Regions from separate parts of the Ovis aries genome. Here region 2 is linked to region 1. The links are chromatin contacts, called in public Hi-C maps. All regions are on one chromosome and are shown on one strand. Each heading gives the region's core, a stretch centred on a gene start, on an enhancer-like site or on the middle of the called end of the contact. The rest is flanking DNA. Distances are from core to core; before and after follow the strand shown.

Region 1 (4,563 bases), core at 468-2,967:
GGTGTCCTCATGGTCCAGGATGTAGCTTCAGGTGTCTTCATGGTCCAGGGTGTAGCTCCAGGTGTCCTCATGCTCCAGGGTGTAGGTCAGGGTGTCCTCATGGTCCAAGGTATATCTCTGGGTGTCCTCATGTCCAGGCTATAGCTCTGGGTGTCCTCTGTGGTCCAGGTTGTAGCTCAGAGTGTCCTCTGTAGTCCAGGGTGTAGCTCTGGATGTGCTCTATGGTCCAGGGTCTAGCTCTGGGTGTCCTCTGTGGTCCAGGGTATAGCTCTGGGTGTCCTCTGTGGTCCAGCAGGGTGTGCTCTGTGGTCCAGGGTGTAGCTCTGGGTATCCTCTGTGGTCCAGGGTATAGCTCAGGGTATAGCTCAGGGTGTGCTCTGTGGTCCAGGGTGTAGCTCAGGGTGTAGCTCAGGGTGTCCTCTGTGGTCCAGGGTGTAGCTCAGGGTGTAGCTCAGGGTGTGCTCTGTGGTCTAGGGTGTAGCTCATGGTGTATCTCAGGGTGTGCTCTGTGGTCCAGGGTGTAGCTCAGGGTGTAGCTCAGGGTGTGCTCTGTGGTCTAGGGTGTAGCTCAGGGTGTAGCTCAGAGTGTCCTCTGTGGTCCAGGGTATAGCTCTGGGTAGCCTCTGTGGTCCAGGGTATAGCTCAGGGTGTACTCTGTGGTCCAGGGTATAGCTCAGGGTGTAGCTCAGGGTGTGCTCTGTGGTCCAGGGTGTAGCTCAGGGTATCCTCTGTGGTCCAGGGTGTAGCTCAGGGTGTAGCTCAGGGTGTCCTCTGTGGTCCAGGGTATAGCTCAGGGTGTGCTCTATGGTCCAGGGTGTAGCTCAGGGTGTAGCTCAGGGTGTGCTCTGTGGTCTAGGGTGTAGCTCAGGGTATAGCTCAGGGTGTACTCTGTGGTCCAGGGTATAGCTCAGGGTGTAGCTCAGGGTGTGCTCTGTGGTCCAGGGTGTAGCTCAGGGTGTAGCTCAGGGTGTGCTCTGTGGTCCAGGGTGTAGCTCAGGGTGTAGCTCAGGGTGTGCTCTGTGGTCCAGGGTATAGCTCAGAGTGTCCTCTGCAGTCCAGGGTGTAGCTCAGGGTGTGCTCTGTGGTCCAGGGTGTAGCTCTGGGTGTCCTCTGCGGTCCAGGGTGTAGCTCTGGGTGTCCTCATGGTCCAGAGTGTATCTCAGGGTGTGATCTGTGATCCAAGGTATAGCTCTGGATGTCCTCATGGTCCAAGGTGTAGCTCTGGGTGTCCTCTGTGGTCCAGGGTATAGCTCAGGGTGTAGCTCAGGGTGTCCTCTGCGGTCCAGCGTGTAGCTCAGGCCCAGATACTCTTCTCTGAGCCTGATGGAGTTAGGAGACCAACAGCCTGAGAATCCAGAGCAGACTGCTGCCTCTCTGCTGTCACTCTGTGTGGCTTCCAGGTTGGAGGGCCCATTGTATGGACCCTGCATCCGAATCTGAAGTGTTCCGGAAGCCTGCAGATGGTGATGCTGGCAGTGACAAGTCTGACGCAGATATCGGCTCCACATCTATCCTGGGGAGGACATGTTGTTGTCCCTTCCTAGACAGAAGGGGTCTGATATCATTGGTTTTCCTGTAAGTGGCCAGCAGGTTCCTCTGGGGCATGGTTCAGGGGTCAATGTTGGTCACTATTGCTAGCAAAGAAGCTACACAGCTGCAGCTGGAGCTGACTGGTGTTTGAACCTGTGCACAACTCTGTCCTGGCCACCTTGGCCCTTTGCTCTTGGACCTGTTGCCAAGCAACAGCCTGATTGGGGTTGCAGGACAAACTGACCTCCATAGAGGCTCAGGGTCCACTGGTTGCTATCGATTTTATTCTATTGGATCAATGCACGCCCTCTGGTGGGCAATTTTGGTACCTCGGCGATGCCTTGACCTGTTCTAGCCCTTGCTCCACCAGGGCCTGCAAAAACCCCTGGCCACTTTGGTGGTGGTGTTGTTCAGTAGCTCAGTCGTGTCCTGCTCTTTGTGACCCCATGGCCTGCAGCACACCAGGCTTCCCTGTCCTTCACTGTCTCCCAGAGCTTGCTCAAACTCATGTCCATTGAGTCGGTGATCCATCCAACCATCTCATCCTCTGTCGTCTCCTTCTCCTCCTGCCTTCAATCTTTTCCAGCATCAGGGTCTTTTCCAATGAGTCAGCTCTTCCCATCAAGTGGCCAAAGTATTGGGACTTCAGCTTTAGCATCAGTCCTTCCAATGAATGTTCAGGGTTGATTTGGTTTTGAATTGACTGATTTGATCTTGCAGTCCAAGGGACTCTCAAGAGTCTTCTCCAACACCACAGTTCAAAAGCAACAATTCTTCAGCGCTCAGCCTTCTTTATGGTCCAACTGTCATGCTTGGTTGTATGACCACTTGGTTATTTTATGATCCACCACCCAGAAGTAGATCCTAAATTCTGACCTCATGCCATCCCTCCTTTCAGACGTGCTCCGTCTGTTGTCCTACAGGGCGCCTTGGGCCCCTTATGGCAGGTGCTGTTAGTCCGCAGAACTGGCTGCAGACAACCTGGTACTTCATATTCCTGCAGCCTGCAGAGTCCCCCTCCCTTCTTGCCTGGCTGCTCCCTACCCTCCCTCAGGGCTCAGTTGGGCATCCCCTTTCTCAGAAGCCTTCCTAGCCCTGGGGGAGGGCACGTGCCCCCTCAAAGCTCCTCCTCCTGGCAGAGTGGATATACCATTCGCTCAGGTGGTCTTAGCCCTGCACGTGGATCTGGCCCCATAGAGCTGTGTTTGCCGAGGTGGACAGCAGTGGCTGCACAAGACAAGTCTCATTTGCGGCTCTTTTTTTTTTTTTTTTTTTTCTGCTTCAGAAATCAGTCACTTGATTTATCTAGAAACATTTATTAAGCACCTACTCATTTCATCAGGCACCAGAAATTCCATGAGGAATAAGAGTGTACATAGGCCCTGTGCCCAGCACTTTAGGGCCTATGGGGAGAGATGGATGTTTGGTAAAGTGTCCACAGATAACAATATTTCCATATAATTCTGTTTTAAATAATACACATGAGTTACTTTGATTCCCAACGTTTTAAGAAGTAAATGAATGAACTTAGGGACTGTGATAGGTATGTGGAAAGAAGAGCTCCAGGTTTCGTGAGAGGCTGTAAAAAGGGGGAGCCCTGAGTGAAAAGGAGGCCTCTCTGAAGGCCTGATGTTCAAGCTGAAAAGTGAGGAAGCTGAGAGAGGGCAGGGCTTTCGAGAAAAGGTGGGAGAGGGAGGGAGGGAACTGGCTCATTGGAGGAGCAGGGTGGGGCTGAAGTGACCAGAGCCTTGCAAGCATGTCCAGGTGGTCAGCTAGGGCCGTGTGGGTCTTAAATGCAGTGAAACCACTGAGAGACTCACGCGTGTTGGTTCCACTCTGGCTGCTGTGGATTAGACAGTGGATTAGAAGGGTCAAGAGGGCAAGTAGGGAGCCCAGTTAGGAGGTGGGCAGTTGTCCAGGGAGAAGTGATGGGTGCTTAAGCTAAATGGTGGGCTTGAGCAGAGAGAGAGAGAGAAATAGCTGTACTTAAGACACCCAGCACACAGAGCTGGGTGTGGGGTAGCAGAGGCTCCTGTCCAGGTAGACCCCTAGGGTTCTGGCTTGAAGAGCTGAGCTGGGAATGGGAGAGGCAGACAGGATGTGGGTGAGGAAGATCAAGATGACCCTCATTTGCCGTGTGTGCAGGTGGATTGCCTGAAGCCCATGGAGATAGAGGCATTCTGCAGGGGGCTGGAGTGGAGGACACAGGCATTGTTCCAACCCCATCCGATGTCTCATCTCTGGCCTTGTAGAAGCTAGGCTGGTGTTGGCCTGGAAGGACCCTCCTACTCAAGGAGACAGTTATCAGCTGTGTTCCCCGATGACACTGAAGGTCTTGGGACGCGGGTCCCCAGTTCTTGGTGCCGGGCAGCATTTGTCTCCATTGTGGGGGTCTGCCAGGGAGCCAGACTTCCCTCCTCCCCTTCTTGTGCCCTCAGCTGCCCATGGCAAATCCACCCTCCCGGGAGCGAGAGCTTGGACAGAGGTGGGTCCACTGCTCTCTCAGCCCAATCTGCCGTCCACGGGTCCTGGGCTCTGGCTTCTCCCAGGCACCCTGCCGCTGGCCCCATGGGGAATTCTTACACAAAATCCCCATCTTGTTTGTGCTCCCCTCCACCAAAATGGAGCCCCTGTTTGGTTAATTTCTATTTTGTGGTTTATCTGGAGGCTGTTAAAACAAACCCTGGGGGACCCTCAGCGGTGACTGTTCCATATCTCATTATCTTTCCCGAACCCGATTATTAGCTCAGATTTTTCTGATCGCTAGCTGCTGTTCGTGATGAGTTGTGTGCCATTAATGCCAGCTGGTTCTCTTAAACAGGACCCACCATGCCAGGGAAAGCGAGTTGGCATTCAGAGCCATCAGCCACTTGGCTTTTTAATTTTAATGGGCTCTACCAAATGTTCCAGGCCAAAGGGTCCCCGAGGAACCAGAACAGACGGGCTCCCAACCCCCAGTCTGTAGCCCACCCTGGTTCCTTCCCAGACTGTGGCCATCCTAATTGCTGGGACAATAAGATCAGGGCTGAAGCC
Region 2 (4,948 bases), core at 798-3,297, 180 kb before region 1:
AATGTGCTTCCAGTCAAGACCCTTCTGTCCTGACAAGATGGTCCATAGACTTATTTTTCTTTTCGAATTCCGAAGCTAATATATACATTTTGTGTAAAAACTAAACAATACCAAAATTATTATTAAGAAAATGAAAGCTTCTCTATAACCTCCTAACAAAATAACCACCATTTTTTCAGGTTTACTTCTGTCCCATACATATACTAACATTTATTATAACAATTTTTACAAAAAATCATTGCATCAAAGTATTTTAAACTATTTTAAACTTGCTTTATTCCTCATTTAATATATATTGGACACGTCTCTGTGTCGGTATATATACCTCCACCAAATTTTTCACAAACGGTTGCACAGCATGCAAACGGTTGAGCCAGTCCACCACTGATGGGCTTTAAGATTTTTTTCTCTTTCCCCTCATGACAAACATCCTCCTAGGTGCTGTGCTCCCTGCAAGCACTTTTAAGGAGAGATTCTTGTGTAACTCCTGGGATGAGAGAGAGGTTCATTTGAAATGGCTGATGTGGCTGCATTGCCCTCCACAGGCTGCACTGTCTGGTCAGTATGTCCACCCATGGTGAGGGCAGCTTCCTGGTGGTTTTAGCCACAACTTCTCTTGAGGTGAGGTCTTAACCTCCTGAATCTTGGAACTGGTAGTTGCCTGATCATTTCTAGAGGTTCCAGCAGCTCACTAAGGACCTCAGGAGAGGGTGAAAAGGAAGCCTGTTTAGTTCAGAGGTGTCAACAGCCAGAGAAGGGACTTCATAAGCTTTCCAAGAACAGGGGAAGATTACAAAGTGGCCTTACCTCCCAAGGGATCTCGGTGGGGTGGGGAAAGGAGCAGAGGAGCCAGTCAGAGGAGTGAGGAACTGGGTGGGGTTCCCTGGGAGAGAACCTGTGTCACTCCTAAGGAACAAAGGCCCTCATAGGCACAAGTACCTCCCCGACCAGCCCACTAACTTTTTAAGCTCCAGCTGTCTGGAGGTGGGGGCGAGTGTGGGCAGATCCTATTCAGAGCCAAACTGCTCAGTTCTAAGAGAACATACAGCCTGACTTTGAAAGGGAAGAGAGAAGGCTGGGGCCCACCACAGAGGGGTCTTGTGATGGAATCAGATGCTAAATTGGAAGGGGCTCTGAGTTGGAGAAGCCCTAGAGGGCTTCCAGGAGGAAGAGACTGGATGCTTGCTGTGCCTTGATGGTCAGGATTTGAACCCTCCCGGAAACCTGAGCAAAGGCATGTTTTTAGGAATGGCCAGTCTGCTCAGGGAACAGGGAGGAGCAGGGTCTGAGAGTTGCGGAAGGGCAGGAGGGGCTGTAGCTGGGGCTGAGGCAGAAGCCAGGGGGTGAATTCCACAGCTCCCAGAATTTGTTCTGGGGTCCCGGACTGTCCTTCTGGCCTTTAGGTCCCTGGAAGCTCTGGAGTAAGAGTCTGGACATGTCCTCCGGCGCTCCTGGAGGCTTATCAAAGGCTCGCCTCCCAGAGCAGCGGAGAACTCAGACCGAGGGCGGCGGTCGGCGCCGGGCAGCGCGGGCCCCTGGACACAGGAGACGCCGTCCTCTGCCGCATGGCCCGGGCTGCAAGGGGCCCGCCGCTCCCCGGTCTTCACACCTCCACCTTTGCCTCTTTTTCCTTTCCCATCCCCAGCCGGGAGCTCTTGGCCCTCACCCCCACCAGGCAGATGGGGAGGTAGAGGTGCGGGGAGAGAGGAGGGTCGGAGGGACCGGCGCCTGGCTTTCCTCCATTCGCCCTCCGTCTTCCCCTTCCTTGTCCTCCCGACTCCACCCAGGTCCTGCTCTGTCGTCCATGCCCTCCTTTTTCTCATTCTCCCACCATGATCTACGGTACCAACCCAATTTTTACGGGAGTTGGTCTTCCACGTGTAAGCTTATTAAGGAGCAAAACTGATAAATATTTAAAGGAAGAAAAAAAAAAATAAAACAAAATCCGTCGCTTCCCCGCCAGGCGCAGCTCGGCTCTGCGCCCCGCCCCCGCAGCTCGAGCCTGCAGGCGGAGCGTCCCCGGGGGAGCGCGGAGCCCGGGGCGGGGTAGGGGCCGCGGCCTCCCCGGCCCGCGAGGGCGCCTCCCCGCGTCCCGGCCTTGCGTAGCCGCGGGCGGAATAGAGGGCGGCGGATTGAGGCGGCCGCCGCTTGTTTGTCCAGCGCCCGCCCCCGCCGCCGCGAGCCCTAATCTCCGATACTCTTGCGAGTTGGCTTCCTGCCCCGGAGCCCCCACTCCCCGAGCAAACAGGGCGGCGCGGCGCTGCATCCGAAATGCGGCATTTGAGCCCCGCAGTGGAGGAAAGCCGGTGCCGGCCGCTCGCCCGTAATTGCCCTTCTCCGCCCTAATCCTTCGGTCCGGCCCAGTCCGCCGGCTGCGGCCCATTGATCAGCGCTGCAGTCGAGGGCTCCGGGAGGGGCTTCCCACCTTCTCCCCGGGGCCTAGGAGGCAGTGGAGACCCACCTACCCGTCCCCCACCTCTTGTTCTTAGAGCCCCTCTTGCTGAGGTCAATCCGGCCTTGAAGGCGGAGAACGTCCTTGGAAAGGGCATCGAGGTTGCCAGGGGGAAATGAGCGTGGAGGGAGGAAGAGAACACTCACACCCTTGGCAGGGCCCGCCAGGCTGAGACCGCAGATCGCGCTGGCCTTCGTTAGGTGAGGGATGGGGTCTGGCTGAGCTTGACACTGTGAGAGTCAGCTATGGAGCTATGGGGGGCGTTGAGAGGCCCCTGTGTGCCCCAAACTACCCTCCAGGCCCCAGAGCTTCTGCAGTTTTTTGAGGGTCCCACTTCCTGAAGTCTGCCAGAGGGGCCTGGGCGTCACTGCATCCACATTCAGGCTTTCTCCACTGAGTGTGGAGTGCAGAGTGCTCCAAGCTGGGAAACAGACATGGTCTCTTATATTATACGGGATTCCCTGGTAGCTCAGATGGTAAAGTGTCTGCCTGCAACGCGGAAAACCCAGGTTTGATCCCTGGGTCGGGAAGATCCCCTGGAGAAGGAAATGGCAACCCACTCCAGTATTCTTGCCTGGAAAATCCTGTGGACCGAGGAGCCTGGTGACGCGACTTCATTTTACTTGTGTTATACAGGTCCTTAGTAAGAGAGATCATAGCAGGAAAAGAGAGAAAGAGGGTGACATGGGAGCCTTTGGGGACAAACCCACTGAGGCTCTAATGATGGCTTCACCGGGACCAGACTCTGTTCCTAGCTAGGGTGAGCTTTCTTTCTTCCCAGTCTCCCCTTCAGGTCCCCAGAGTGCACCTCCCCCCCACCCCCTCTCCCAGAACAGCCATTGCAGGCGGTGGGGCGGTGGTGGGTAGGGAGGAGGGAACCTCCTCTGACACCCTGAGGCATAGGGAAGGAAAGCTAAGGCTGGGGCCAGAGGCTGGGCCAGGGTAACTGGGGCTCTACGGAAACGGAGGATAAAAACCGAGACACACAGAGGAGAAATCAGACTAGGAGGACTTGATAGCAAATTGGAGCTTCCTGCCTAGGCTCCTCCCCTTAGTGTTCTTGACACAACTGGGATGAGTGTGAGGCAAGGGAGGCGCCACTGAGGGCACAGATTTAAGGCCACTCCCCCGGAGGTTGCACGGTGCAGGGGCAGCTCCTGGGAGGGAGGGTCTTCTTGCTTTGCCCTAGTCTCAGGCCTGCCCTCTTGCCCTAGGAGCCCTCCCCTGTCCTAGGGTAACCCTCCCTAGGTTGGTGCATTAGGTTGGTGCTGACTTTCTCCCAGCTGGGATAGAAGTTGCAGAAAGCAGGGGTCTCCTTCCTCAGAGCACTAGGTAGGCTGTAGAGGCTGAGTAAATAAATAGCTGATAAATGAATAAATGACTGTTTCTCCCTCCTTCCTCATTCCCAAGTCTGAATTCTTCCCTGCAGACATGGCCAGTTGCTGCGGCCACCCCGGGGTTGCTTGATTTACCTTGAACCCCATTTGATCCTCAGAGTCTCCACCTGACAGTGAGTTTGCACAGTTGGTGTGTGTTTGTTCTTACATCCTCTGATACGAAGCCCTGCTTCTCTCTCCAGCTTGATGCTGACTCCTTGAGGGCAGGGACCAAGCCTAGCCTGGAATTTCTTATCTGCCTTGCAGCACCCAGGCTGGGGTGGCCCTCAGTATATGCTGTAGGGTGAATACCCAGGGCCCTAATGCCTGTCTGAAGACTTTGGACAGTTCCTCCTATTGCTTTTTTTCCTGGTTGTGGACAGGGTGACCCAGGTCACATGTCTGCTGTGACAGGACTGAGCTAAAGCCTGAGTCCTACATCCCGGAAGCGGTGGGATCTCCTCCTCCTGCATCTCATCAGGCAGATTACGAAGGCGCAGTTCTCTCCACCTCACGCTCTTTGGTGCGGCCTGGTGGGGGCTCCTTAGCTTTCTCATATACCAGGTGTATGGCCGCCAACTCCAATGAATGTGAGGGCACGTGTGAGCAGGTGTAGTGTGTGTTGGGGGTGTGAGGGTGTGGTGTCTGCTGTGTATGAATGTGTGGGTGCCCGGGAAAGTGTGAGGCTGTATGCGTATTCTATTAGCAGAGGGTATACACGGCTTTGGTCGGTTGTGAGCATAGGTTGGTGGGGCAGTGTTAGCTGGGTGTGTGTGCCTGCTGAGTGTGGGTGTGTTTGTAGTGCCTCGTGCCTTGTGTCTGTATGTGTATAGTGTTTGCCGAGGGGAGGGTAAGGGTGTCTGCGGGGAGGGCTGTGTCGGTGGAGCGTCTGCAGTGTTGACGGGGATGTGTGTGTGTGATATCTGCTATGTATGCAGCGTGGCTGGTGTGTCTATAGGCTGTTTGGTGATATTGCCTTCCGATGTCCCCAACCAGTAACCCTATGAGTGGCCAGAGAATGCTGTCCCTAGTCTAGGCTGGCTAGGGAGCCATGCAAGGAGGGTCTGGGAAGTCCAGTGTCTCAGGAGGTCAGGAAGCTGAGGGACGGCAGGGACTACTG

Evidence for each region. Hi-C and Micro-C count contacts between places; a contact is called where the count stands out from the background.
Region 2: a Hi-C map of liver shows a contact between it and region 1, with 3 times the contacts expected there. The contact joins two enhancer-like sites. A contact is called at or near these places in 5 of 16 Hi-C or Micro-C datasets (hypothalamus, liver, muscle and 2 more).

What each region holds. Positions count from the first base shown.
Region 1 is chr3:95,014,270-95,018,832 of ARS-UI_Ramb_v3.0, reverse strand. All of the region lies in intron 9 of SFXN5 (sideroflexin 5), which reads left to right. Among named protein-coding and RNA genes, the nearest start is that of SFXN5, 72 kb to the left of the region's middle. Within about 2 kb of position 1,717, at least 3 of the 54 cell types and tissues checked have an H3K27ac peak or open chromatin away from gene starts, as enhancers often do. A contact at or near this core is called in liver, where this site is marked.
Region 2 is chr3:95,195,475-95,200,422 of ARS-UI_Ramb_v3.0, reverse strand. No RefSeq gene overlaps it. Among named protein-coding and RNA genes, the nearest start is that of NOTO, 30 kb to the left of the region's middle. Within about 2 kb of position 2,047, at least 16 of the 54 cell types and tissues checked have an H3K27ac peak or open chromatin away from gene starts, as enhancers often do. A contact at or near this core is called in liver, where this site is marked.